Regions from separate parts of the Zea mays genome. Here region 2 is linked to region 1. A link is a contact called in public Hi-C data. All regions are on one chromosome and are shown on one strand. The core of a region is the stretch at or near the end of the contact, and the rest is flanking DNA. Distances in the headings are between cores, read along the strand shown. Region 1 holds the start of LOC542550 (iron-sulfur protein 1). Region 2 has its middle 40 kb from the start of LOC100384247.

Region 1 (6,460 bases), core at 1,530-4,029:
CTTGTACCAAAGGTAAGTATAGAAGTGCAAGTAATAAAGTAAATCAAGAGACAGGGGACACGACGATTTTTCTCGTGATTCAGCCAGGCCTAAAATGCTTGCCTACATCCATGTTGGAGATAGCCAACCTGACTTGGAGTCTATTTCAACTCCTTCATCTATTTGCTCAGGTTTATCACCAGTGTGATAAACCGAGTCTTCCACTATATGTTGGTGTTATAGTACATCAAAACTGTGACTATCACAACTCGATACCTCGACAATAGAAGAAACCAACATGAAGGTCTTGCTCAACATCACACTCGCTAGCTCTTTCTTGCAGCAGCACTTTGCCTATCTCTTTTGGCTAGAACACACACTAACACTTAATCTAGAGAGAAATACATAAGAGTGGGATAGAGAATGACTATACAATACTACTACACTTGCATGTTGCCTTTGTGTGCTCCTTGGGGTCATGGGAGTCTCCTTTATATAGCCCCAAGCCCCTTATAGTGGTTACCGAACTGGTCCGGTGCACCCTAAGACCGAGGTCCACGTCAGCTAGCCGTTCGACCAGCTAGCGCTCCTAGAACTAGCCATTACTGGGTGGTCTGGTGCACCACCGGACCAGCATTGTAGACGATCCGATGAATTATAAAATTTAATTCCCGATATTGCAGAGTTCCTCCGTACAGGCAGTTTGGTGCACCTAGACCACTATTGTAGGCGGTTTGGTGCGCCAGGCCGCCAGAGACTCCTTTTGACTTCTCTGTAGAAGTGTTCTAGTGCGTCTAGACAGGCTATAGTGAAGTCATTTTTCTCCTTTTATTCTCCATCCAACTTGGATTTCTTAGAGAACTTCCTTGTAACTTAGACACACATGATTAAAGTATAATCCAATTGACTAAGTCACAGAAACTCACATCTTTCTTATCTCCTTGTCTATTTCTCTATTTCTCCTCAAACAGGGACCAAAATGGTACTTTTGCTACAAAACAAGTTAGTGTGCAAACCGAGGTATCAAATACATAGTAAAAGTGTATGAAACATGTTTGAATACCTAGACCTCTCATATTTAACATTTATCATTGTTTTGCTCATTTTGGCCTATTTAAGCTTAGGGTTGGACTCCAAAACCTCAACTCGACATAACTTGGTCTCATTGGCCATCTTTGAGCTCCAAGATCCTGTAATGGTCAACAAGAACATTTCCAAACACAGGAATGATCCAAACTATAAGTCAAAGTATATTTAGCTCTTTTGGGCTCTTCCAGGTTCTAACTTTGACACTTCTGCACTTCTTGTGACCATGACTCTACTTGAGCTAGGATCTTGAGCCTTATTACTTGAACCATACAACCATAGGAATTACCTTAATGGATTCAAGTCATGTCCTTATGTTGTGATTCTCAATGCACCAAAACCTTTCTCAACTCGATCAACCTTGACTTTGTAAGAGCCTCTTCTTCACCTTGGCTTTAGGTACTCTAGTCCTCTTGATCTTCTCCCTTGCTCTAGTACCTCGAAGACCATCTTGCCTTGTTTATAGTTTGACCTGTTGTCTCTGTCATGTACATTGAGTTCCACTTAATCAATGTTCATCCTTCACTTTGACTTTTGATATGTACAATCCATACCATCTCATCTTATATGGAATATCACTCTTGAGCCTTGAAGCTTTTCACTAAGTAGCTCTTCAACACTTAACACCTCAATTAGACCTTTGATTATGTTGTCATCCAAAACAACAAAACTCACCAGGAATCTTTCAACTATGATATTCTCCACTACCATGATTTTATCTTAAACCTTCAAAAAAACTTTACTTGGAAACACCCCTTAGGCTTTGTTTGGTACTCTAGTATTCGCCTCAATCCACATGTATTGAGGTGAATTAGGGTGTAAATTAATTTAGGGGATATTTGAATGCACTAGAGCTGATGGTTAGCTTCTAAAATTAGTTGAAGACATCAAAACACTATAGCTAATAATTGACTAGCTATTTGTTAGCTAGCTAATTTTACTAGCAATTTTTTAGTCAACTAACTATTAGCTGTAGTGCATTTAAACATCCATAATTTACACCCTAATTTAATTCAATACATGTGGATTGAGATGAATAAGGCCTTGTTCGTTTACATCGGATTGTACCCGGAATCATTTCGGCTAATCAAAGTTTATATAAATTATAAAAGCAATCCGGCTCGGAATCGTTCCGACCCACCAATCCGACACAAACGAACATGGCCTTGTTCGTTTGTGTCGGATTGGTGGGTCGGAACGATTCCGAGTCGGATTGCTTCTCTAATTTATATAAACTTTGATTAGCCGGAACGATTCCGGGTGCAATCCGATGTAAACGAACAAGCCCTAAGGTCCTGTTCGGTTGTTCCGGATTGGAGCCCCGGATTAATTCCTAGCTGGATTACTTCTCTAATTTATATAGATTTTGATGAACTGGAATGAATCCTGGCTCATTCCGGTACAACCGAACAGGCCCTAATAGAGTAACAAAACCAGCCGTCAGTAATCACGGCCTCACGGGAGAACGATAGCAGAATTACAGTTAAGTGTAGCCTCCACTTGTAGAGTAGTAATTGGTACAATGCATCTTTATTTTATGTCGCTGCAATCTTATTTGAAAGCAGGCTAGCCAGAGGTTTTAGGCCCAAGAAAGTATAGCCAAAAGCCTACATATACAAGTGGGCTGCTAATATTGGGCCAGCATAGCCCACCGCTCCCAATATGTTTTCTCAACCTCTTGTTTCCACCACCACCAGTCTCTACCTCCGTGCGTCGTGCGCCAAGGCGCGAACCCTAGCCGAGATCAGATCGGAGGCGAGCGCCACCACCGGCCGGAGGAAGAGGACGACACGATGCTGCGGGTTGCGGGGAGAAGGCTCTCGTCTTCCCTCTCCTGGCGCCCCGCCGCGGCGGTAGCCAGGGGTCCCCTCGCCGGCGCTGGCGTCCCCGACCGGGACGACGACTCGGCTCGCGGACGGAGCCATCCGCGGTTCTCCATCGACTCCCCCTTCTTTGTCGCTTCCAGGGGTAAGCGCGCGCGACCTTCATCCTGATTCTCGTGTCTTCGTGTAGATTTGGCTCGGATTGAGATCGGGATCCATCGGGCTTGATCTGCGATACAAGGATTTCTAGTTTTGCGAAGTTTTGGATGATTGTTTGGGTTCTCGATGATGGTGTAGTTCTGTTTCGAGGCCTTCCTGTAGCTTGTTGTGCAATAGCTGTAGCTCTTACGTTGATCGGTCTTGTAGGCACTTTGTCTGTCCATTTGATAGACAATTTGTGTTCTTGTCAGGACCCGGGAGAATTTGTTCCCTTATTTTTAGCATGTCTTATGCTGTTTGACATCCATTTCTTATGTGCAGCCACCGAGCTGTGCTCTGACATAAAAGAATACCTCCTTCCGTTTGTGATTAGCAGTGTATGATGAGCTGGGTTGCTAGGATGGAACTTGGTGATGAGCTGTGTTGCTAGGATGGGAATAATAGTAGAGGGGGAGGGAAATTATTTAACAATACTTGTTATGCAGCTTAATTTATATTTAATTGATATTCCTCAAATTCCTTTTGAATGATTTGACACTTAACTGAATGGCTTGTGTTGCTGTCCAGAGGCCCTCTTCGTAGCAAGTATATTCCCTTGATTTTAGAATGTTGGTAACAGTTTGGTAAAATTGATGGCGGTTGGTGAATTTGGTTACTATCATGACAGTGTTGTGCTATTGCATTAGTTTGATGGTACAGTTACGAACCTCGTCCAAAATAAAAACTAGTATCTGAACTTCTGATTTTACAAACATTTGTCATGTATTTATAAGTCTAGTTTTACTTCTTGGATGGGTTCCCTCGTTTCCTTGTTCTAGAGACCTACATATGGCTGCTGTTCCTTTTGCCATGTTACCTTTGTTGATTTACTTATGTTATTGTGCCGCGAAATGACAGTCCTGTTGGCAAAGACCACAACAGTGGGCACTGTCCTGAAGGTTAAAGAAATAATTATGGTACCGACTCGTTTTAAAAATATTCCTCATTTTTCAGTTTTTTGTAAAAATAGCTAATATCTATTGCATGCCTCTTATAAGCAAGATCAACATTATGCCAAGCAAAAGAATACTGAAACATGGTTGTTGAGGCGCCTAGGCGTTCAGGTGTACCCCAGGAGCCATAGGGTTTTAGTTACACCATATCGCCTAGAAGGTACCTGGGCATCCAGGCGTACCCCCAGCTCCACTGGGCGCTGCAGTCCCTCAAAAACCATGTACTGAAGCACATGTGGCTCCTTCATGTTCCAATTTTATGGGACACATATTTTAGTGTTGGCATTCAATTAGATGAAATGTTTCACCGGATGATCCTAATGTCGCATATGTTATTTACCTTTTACTTATCTGGAGGTTGAATGCTCTGTTATCACTGCTATTTGTTTCTATCCGAACATGAGTCATGTGACAGTTTTTTCTTACTCTGTTATGCAGGTTTCTCTTCTACTGAAACAGTTGTCCCAAGGAACCAAGATGCGGGCCTAGCTGACCTCCCAGCAACTGTGGCTGCTGTGAAGAATCCTAACCCTAAGGTGGTTTATGATGAGTACAACCATGAAAGATATCCTCCTGGAGATCCCAGCAAGCGTGCCTTTGCATACTTTGTCCTGAGTGGTGGGAGGTTCATATATGCATCACTGCTGCGTCTTCTCGTACTGAAGTTTGTCCTGAGCATGTCAGCAAGCAAGGATGTGCTTGCCCTTGCTTCACTTGAGGTGGACCTCTCCAGCATCGAGCCAGGGACCACAGTGACCGTGAAGTGGCGTGGAAAGCCAGTCTTCATCAGGCGTCGGACAGAGGATGACATCAAGCTTGCCAACAGTGTGGATGTGGCATCCCTGCGCCACCCAGAGCAGGATGCAGAGCGTGTGAAGAACCCTGAGTGGCTGGTGGTCATTGGCGTGTGCACGCACCTCGGCTGCATCCCACTACCTAATGCCGGAGACTTTGGCGGCTGGTTCTGCCCATGCCATGGTTCCCACTATGACATTTCCGGGAGGATCCGCAAGGGCCCTGCGCCGTTCAACCTCGAGGTCCCTACCTACAGTTTCTTGGAGGAGAACAAACTGCTCGTAGGCTAAGAGCTCGAAAGCTACCTGTCTGTTTATCTACTTCACTCAGGTGAATCCCTGCTGTGCTGTTATATTGTTTCTTCCTATGACAGTTTGGCTAGTGTTTTTTTTTTGCTCCACGAGGATCATTGCAATTCCTTTATGGTCGACTGTTATATGCCAAAGTGCGTTTTTCAAGTACAAAATAATGTGCTACTTTGCTGCTACTAAAATGTAAGTTGGGAGTCATTTGGAACTTCAGTTTTCTGAGATACCGTAGGAAGGATATTAATTACTTCCTCCGAATTTAATTTTAAGTCATTCTAACTTTGTTAGAATCAGAGCATCTTAAATTTAACCAGATTTGTATACTAATAATAGTATTTATGATAAGGACCTGTCAGTAGATTCTTCGTTAATTATATTTTTATATTAATACCCATTTGATGTCATAACCTTTGTAATTCTCTCTATAGTATTTGATCAAATTCTCTAACGGGCTGTTTAGATCCCTTCATTTGAAATAATTTGGAACGGAGAAATGGAGAGAATATATCTTTCGGTACATGTGGGCCTGTGGCGGAAAGTATAATTAAGCTGAAAACTTTCATTATCAATATGAATGCAAAACATATTATTATCACATGAAAAGGCATTTTAAAATTAACCTAATAGTTCCAATCAATCTGTACATAATTATAGATATTTACAACTAAGTTAAAAATTAAAATAATTTGGCTAAAGACACATTTCCGATAGGAGAGGTGAGCTTGACAAAGTTTTGGAACGAAGTCGAGGTGAGTAGGTGACTCGTCTTACATATTCAAGTTGGACATGGACTCAAACCAAGGTCATATCGTGCTTAGAAGCACCAAAAGCTGGTAGATCTCGAGTTCTAAAGCCGTTATGCGTCTATCGATGTGTCGCCATTAGATACTTCCTAAACATGTAAGCAAGAGAAACTACAGTTGCATACGAAACTTACTACGATTGCATCCTTAGTTTAACTAGAGAAATTTGCTGTAAACCCAACACACAGCAAGCATAATTTAAACTCAATTATAGGATTATTTGGTTGCTAAAAGAAAGAACAAAAATGCATTGCAGTTGCTTGTCGAGCTCGAGTCTAATATTGTTATCACTAACCGGTGTGTTATTCTAATAAACAATGTCCATCTTAGGTTGCTAAATTTATTTATACGGAAACATAAACATAAACCGAAGGCAGAAATATTTTGTAGGGATCGGAGTATACACGTATGATGTATGGGGCATACGTGGCAAAAGTGTCAACGCGTCGACGGTAACGTCAATGAAAAGCGTGTCCATGCTGAATTATCGGTGATTGTGATCGCTCACGGCTATT
Region 2 (6,460 bases), core at 2,225-4,724, 220 kb after region 1:
CCTCTCCTCCTTTAGAACTCGTGTCCTTAGCCCGAGCTTTCTCCTCAACATCCAAAGACGCTATCAGATTTTCAACTAATATCTCTTATGTCTAAGTTTTAGAGAAGTGGCGAAGTTCCTCCATGAAGAAGTCAACTTTGCAATAATGCAACCAGCCACAAATCGGTTAGGAAGGACAATCTTAAGGAGGTAGAATTCTTTGGCAATTCACTGTATTTCTTGAGCTTGCTCTACAATAGAGCGATTATTAGCCATCTTGTGATCATGAAAGCTCTCCACGATATATAGTTCACTATCAGCATCTGATGCACCATACTAAGTAGTAAGTGCATCCCACAACTCCTTCATGTCTTTGTGTTGCATATTCGCATCAACCAGGCGATCAACAAGGACGCTAAGAATTGCTCCCATAAAGATAGTATTTGTATCATCATACTTTTTCTCCTCTTTAGGAGTTAGTACGTGCTAAGGTTTGCCTTTACTAACATGGAACATATTCATAGTGGTAAGCTAGAGCGTGACCTTGATTTTCCACCTCTTGAAGTGCATACCAGAGAGTTCCTCTAGCCTAAGCGCCTCGACAAAACCGGCCATAGTTAAACTAGGAAATTGTTTACAACAAGATTTTTGGATTGTTGAATAAGTAGACATATTCCAGAATAAATATAAATACATATCTTGAACTATAGTAAAAAGAATAGCATGTTGTTGCCTAATAGGCTAATAAGCCATACACAAAACACATTTATATAGCGATAGATAAACTAAAGTATGAGATTAGATCAGATAATGCATACTGATTAGACATACTGAATGATGGCATGGAAGTGGTATGGAAGATGATGGTGATAGTCATCGAGAAGAATGGTAGAAGTCGCGAGAAGTTGCTTCCCAAAAACCTTATTCACCCTATCCCGATTAGAAGTGGTAATGGGCTCTAAATTTTACACTATAAGATTTAAGGATTGAATAGGATTAGGATCGGGCTCTATTTCTATTCACTTTTGAACTAAAATTAGTTAAGGGGCTCAACAAATTGTGAAGAAACATTTGGATAGTGATCCATTACCACCCCTACTCTCGATGCAGGATCTCGAAGGCGAAGGGTTCCAAAGACCTGCTCCCCCGACCGCAGACGCACGTCAGTGCTCGGGAGGAAGACTACAACGACTACGCAGCAGTAAGTAGATGCAAAACCTAACTCGTGTTGGGATGATATTGGCGATGGCTGTTAAGCGCAATATATAGAGTTGTCTCCATGTCCCACAAACCAATAATGAGTCGAGTCCTCATCTATTGTGTGATCTAATAAGGTCTCATATTGCAATCTGGTAGTTATCGAAAAATGACTCTAAGCTTAACAATCAAGTAACCAAAAATAAAAATAGCAAAAGAAAGTCGTGCCCCCACAAGGTTTAGGGTCTAGATTTTGGTGAACCATTCATGTGCATGTCGTGCGCTCGCGTCCTTTGCCCTGCCTCGGACAAGCCAAGCGAGCGAGCGCACGCACATATGTGGCATTCCATCCTCTCTCCCCTCATCCATGACTTTGTGGGAGAGGGAAGCCTCCACATATAAACTAGTCTCACTCCACTTAAACTAGCAATGTGGAACTATTGGTTCCACCATTCCCTTGCCATACATGAGCTTTTGAGATTTTCCTAGGATTTAAATGAATTTCTCAAATAGGCTAGGCCCATAAATCCAACATTGTTCTCATTGCTAGTGAGATATTGCGATGAGCAACCCTAGTGGAATCATGGCAAGTTGGAGTGCCTCACTGATGCGGTTATAAGATGCCCTAATTATGAGTTTGGTGTGTGATGCTAATTATCGTGTGAACCACCTAGCTTGGTCTTACTACAATAAAGGGTGTAGGTTACCAGTAAGCAATTGAACCTTGCATATAAATCATTGTGTAAATTCACCTGTCCGGTTTGGTTTGATCAGTGTCACTCTAGGTTTTATACTCATATTCATGTCTCCTATGATAGTTTGCTTGAGTAACAACATTATGGAAGCTTATATTTGTTACTAGTTGTTTTTTCTTAGATCTCTAGTGTACTTAAGTAGTTGCTATTTTGCATGTTTAGTGAAATCAACTTAGAGATATAACAATTAGATTTGTTTAATAACCTTTCTTATTAAGAAATAGAGCTAGAGCAAGTATTAACTTCCATGTTACCTCTTATACTAATTAACTTTGCACTAGTATCTTGTGGCATAGAAAGGAATTTATAGCCCATTAACCTCCCTCTAGCCATCCAGATCCTATCACATCATCATAACGTCTTTTTTATTAGTCACTTTCTCCTTCTTTACTCCTTTGCTTATGGCCTCTATTGGTGCGAAGATGGAACTAGCCCTCGATCACCATTTGTACTTACCAATCAATGAGATCTCTAATGCAGGGTAGGCAGCCATGGAGAGCGAAGGCATGTGTGGGGGCTCAACTTCCAAGGAGTGACAGTGACTTATGGTTGTCGAATATTATGGCTCTAGTTTGAGCCTTTTCGATGGGTGAAAGAGTTTGTAGGGGGATTTCTGCTTTATTATTACATGGATCCGCCTCATTAAAAACCTCAACCCATCATGAGGAAAAGAGTATGTGCCTAATTACAAAAATGCATGATGATTACAAGGGATCAAGAGGAGCCCTGTCGAGCGGAGTCAGCCTACATATAATATTTCCTTAAATTGTTTATGTTCTAGGAGTGCTCGAGCTCTACTCCTGTTTGGCCAATTAGTCTGTAGGAATTTGGTGAAATCTTCTTGATGATTATGTAAGGGTCTTCCCATTTTGGCTCAAGCTTGCTTTTTTCCTTCTTGTAACACCCAAAAATCTTACTTTGAATTTGTTAAAAAGATTCTTCCAAGATCTAAATAAATGTGGATTCCTAAATGAAGAAGATCCTTATATGAGTTTAGCATACTTATAATTGTCCTCCAAAAAGTTAAATTAAAATTATAACAAAGACTATAACCTAGAAATTATTTCTCTACTAAAACAAATAGGTAATGGTTATTGAGTCCTAAAAGTAAACCTTCAATTTGACTTCACGTTTAAAAGGAACAATATGTGTGTGCATTTCATATCAGGAACATTGCCTAGATAAATAAATAAAATAACTAAAAATAACTATAACTTGCATCTCATGTTGTGATTTAATTTGTGCATTTATCATAGAGTTTGAAATTGGATTGAATCTAGTCTGAAGTTTGAAAATAGAAAAGAAAAAAAGGAAAGCCTAAACCTGCTTCTGGGCTAAATTTCCCCATCGGGCCATCTCGACACCCTCTCCGCGTGGCCTAGCACCACTTGGGTCAAAACCCGGTGCCGACCCAACTCACCTCCACGCGGAGCCATTCGCTCGGCAGCATTGTGCCGACATGCGGGGCCTCCGGTCAGGCCTCCACCTGCACGCGCCCGAGATCCTCGTCTCGGCGACTTCGGTTCAGCCTGTCTGGTGGGACCGCGCTGTCAGCCTCACACCAAGTTCTCCGGTTCTCCCCCACACTCTGGCCACCAACGTGTGGGCCCCTACTATCAGAGTCCTCCTCCACCATGGGTTGTTGTCGTAACTGAATCGCGCGTATCCCAGGGGATTCGACGTCTCTTCTCCCAATCCAATTCGTCCCCCTTCATAGTATATATATGCGACCTCAATCCTTCCCCTCATGCCATCGAAGTTTAGTCACCTCACGGGTCGCCACCACCATCGCCGATGAGAGGGAGGGAACGAGAGATCTCTGCCGCATGCGGATACTTCGATTCACTATCGCCGAGCTGTCGGAGCCTGGCCGAGGAGGTTCACCGGTGGGCAACGAAAGCTTTTGTGGCACGATTGGGCGTGAAGGACGATCGTGGCAAGTGGAATTCCTCATCGACGACTGGGAATCGCCATCGTCCACAGCCAACCATGGATGGGAGTCCATGTTGCAAGGATACTGGTAAGGATATATTCAATCGTTTCACGATCGTCTACACATTTATTCGTACCTAGTTATGATAGAGACCAGGTACCAAGGCACTGACTGGCCATTCGTCGGCATCAGCACCGTCGCGAGCCGTGCAGATGCCGCTCGGGTGCATCGTCGGGGAAGGAAGAAGCAAGCATGTCCGTTAGATCGAGAACGAACGACCGAAGTTTGATCTAATGCATAGCTGGTTGATCATTTAAATCCGAGACGAAGATTTTGAGGCGGACGACTGAGAATCGATTGGAGGCGTACTGCTTCGCTGATCTGATCTAGGTCGTCTGATCGTGATCGGAAGGCCTAGGTTGCACACCGGTTTATAAAATGTTAGGTCTAATCTCGACCCTCGAAATCAGATTGTGTGTGTCGGCGTTTCGACCCCGGGGGATCCCTGAACCGACGAGTAAATTGTCGCTGCGTGTCCCAGCCCAGATGGGTCGGCGCGAGACGAAACACAAGGGGGGAAAACAGTAAGGGGAAACCGCGACCTTGTGTTGTCCTGCGCCCAGGGCGGATGCGCTTGCAGTAGGGGGTTACAAGCGTTCGCGAGGGAGAGAGAGAGCGAGAGCCTCGTGCGTCGGCTCGTTCTCCCGCGTGGCCACCTTCTCGTGTGAGGGCCCTGGACCTTCCTTTTATAGATGTAAGGAGAGGGTACAGGTGTACAACGGGGAGCATAGCAATGTGCTAACGTGTCTAGCGGAGAGGAGCCAGAGCCCTTTGTACATGCCGACGTGGCTGTTGGAGAGGTGTTGCTGCCCTGTTCATGTGGTGTCGTGGCCGTCGGAGGAGTGCTTGAGCCCTATGGAAGCATAGCTGTCGGGGCTGTCGGATCCTTGCTGACGTCTCCTTGCTTCCGTAAGGGGCTGAGAACCGCCGTCGTCATGTAGCACGCGGGGTGCCATCATTACTTGTTTTACCGGGGCGAGCCAGATGGGACGCCGGTCTTGTTCCCCATAGCCTAAGCTAGCTAGGGGTAGGGTAATGATGGCCCCCCTGTGTCGTGGTTGGTCCAAGCCCGAGGTTGGGCGAGGCGGTGACTCCTCCTAAGTCGAGGCTGAGTCCGAGCCCTGGGGTCGGGCGAGGCGGAGACCGTCTTCCGGAGTCGAGGCTGAATCCGAGCCCTGGGATCAGGCGAGGCGGAGACCGTCTTCCGGAGTCGAGGCTGAGTCCGAGCCCTGGGGTCGGGCGAGGCGGAGACCGTCTTCCGAGGTCGAGGCTGAGTACAAGCCCTGGGGTCGGGCGAGGCGGAGTCTGTCTTCCGAGGTCGAGGCTGAGTCCGAGCTCTGGGGTCGGGCGAGGCGGAGACCGTCTTCCGAGGCCGAGATGGGGGTCGAGCCCTGGGGTCGGGCGAGGCGGAGCTTCCTATGGCGCCCGAGGTTGGACTTAGCTGCTGTCGGCCTCACTCTGGCGAGTGGCACAGCAGTCGAAGCAGGGCAGGCGGCGCTGTTTTCCTGTCAGGTCAGTCAGTGGAGCGGCGAAGTGACTGCGGTCACTGCGGCCTTGTTGACTGAGGAGCGTGCGTCAGGATAAGGTGTCAGGCGATCCTTGCATTGATTGCTCCTGCGATACGGTGGGTTGGCATGGCGATCTGGCCAAGGTTGCTTCTCCGCGAAGCCTGCCCGAGCTGGGCCTCGGGCGAGTCAAAGGTGTGCCCGTTGCTTGAGGAGACCCTCGGGCGAGGCGTGAATCTGCCTTGGTCTACTGTTCCTGCCCGAGGCTGGGCTCGGGCGAGACGAGATCGTGTCCCTTGAGTGGACGGAGCCTTGACCGGAATCGCGCCCATCAGGCCTTTGTAGCTTTGTGCTGATGGGGGTTACCAGCTGAGATTAGGAGTCTTGGGGGTACCCCTAATTATGGTCCCCGACAGTAGCCCCCGAGCCTCGAAGGGAGTGTTAGTACTCGCTTGGAGGCTTTTGTCGCACTTTTTTGCAAGGGGACCGGCCTTTCTCGGTTGCATTTCGTTCCGGTGGGTGCGCGCGAGTGCACCCGCCGGGTGTAGCCCCCGAGGCCTCGGAGGAGTGGTTTGACTCCTTTGAGGTCTTAATGCCTTTCGTGATGCCTCGGCCGGTCTGGTTGTTCCCTCATGCGAACTGGTCGTTGCCCGGGTGCATAGTCAGGTTCCAAGTTCTCGGGCTGGTATGTTCACGCTGTCAACGGTTTGGCCGGAGCCGGGTTTGCGAGAGCAGCCCCCGAGCCTCTGCACAGAGCGAGAGGACGGTCAAGGACTGACTCAGCTTTTATCATACGCCCCTTCGTCGCCTTTCCGCAAGAGGAGGGGGGAGAGTGCCATGTTGCCCTCGGAGGGCGCCGAACATGGTGTCTCCAGTGAGTTGCTAACGGGTGATCCGAGTGGACGCCTGTGCCCCGTTCGATAAGGGTCGGCTAGTGGCCCAGAGGCGCGCTCCAAAAGTACCTGCAGGTAATTTGCCAGACCCGGTCCCGTTTGATAGGGTCCGAGGGCTCGATGCCTCCCTCTGATGGG

What was found. Hi-C and Micro-C count contacts between places; a contact is called where the count stands out from the background.
Region 2: a Hi-C map of leaf shows a contact between it and region 1, with 5 times the contacts expected there. The contact joins the enhancer-like site here to the promoter of LOC542550 in region 1. A contact is called at or near these places in 2 of 25 Hi-C or Micro-C datasets (endosperm and leaf).

Annotation. Positions count from the first base shown.
Region 1 is chr10:114,181,703-114,188,162 of Zm-B73-REFERENCE-NAM-5.0, forward strand. LOC542550 (iron-sulfur protein 1) reads left to right here and starts at 2,780. Exons shown (of 2, transcript NM_001371631.1): 1 at 2,780-3,033; 2 at 4,478-5,439. The coding sequence starts at 2,859. The coding sequence ends at 5,124.
Region 2 is chr10:114,400,892-114,407,351 of Zm-B73-REFERENCE-NAM-5.0, forward strand. No RefSeq gene overlaps it. Among protein-coding and RNA genes, the nearest start is that of LOC100384247, 40 kb to the right of the region's middle. Within about 2 kb of position 3,475, at least 19 of the 20 cell types and tissues checked have an H3K27ac peak or open chromatin away from gene starts, as enhancers often do. A contact at or near this core is called in endosperm and leaf, where this site is marked.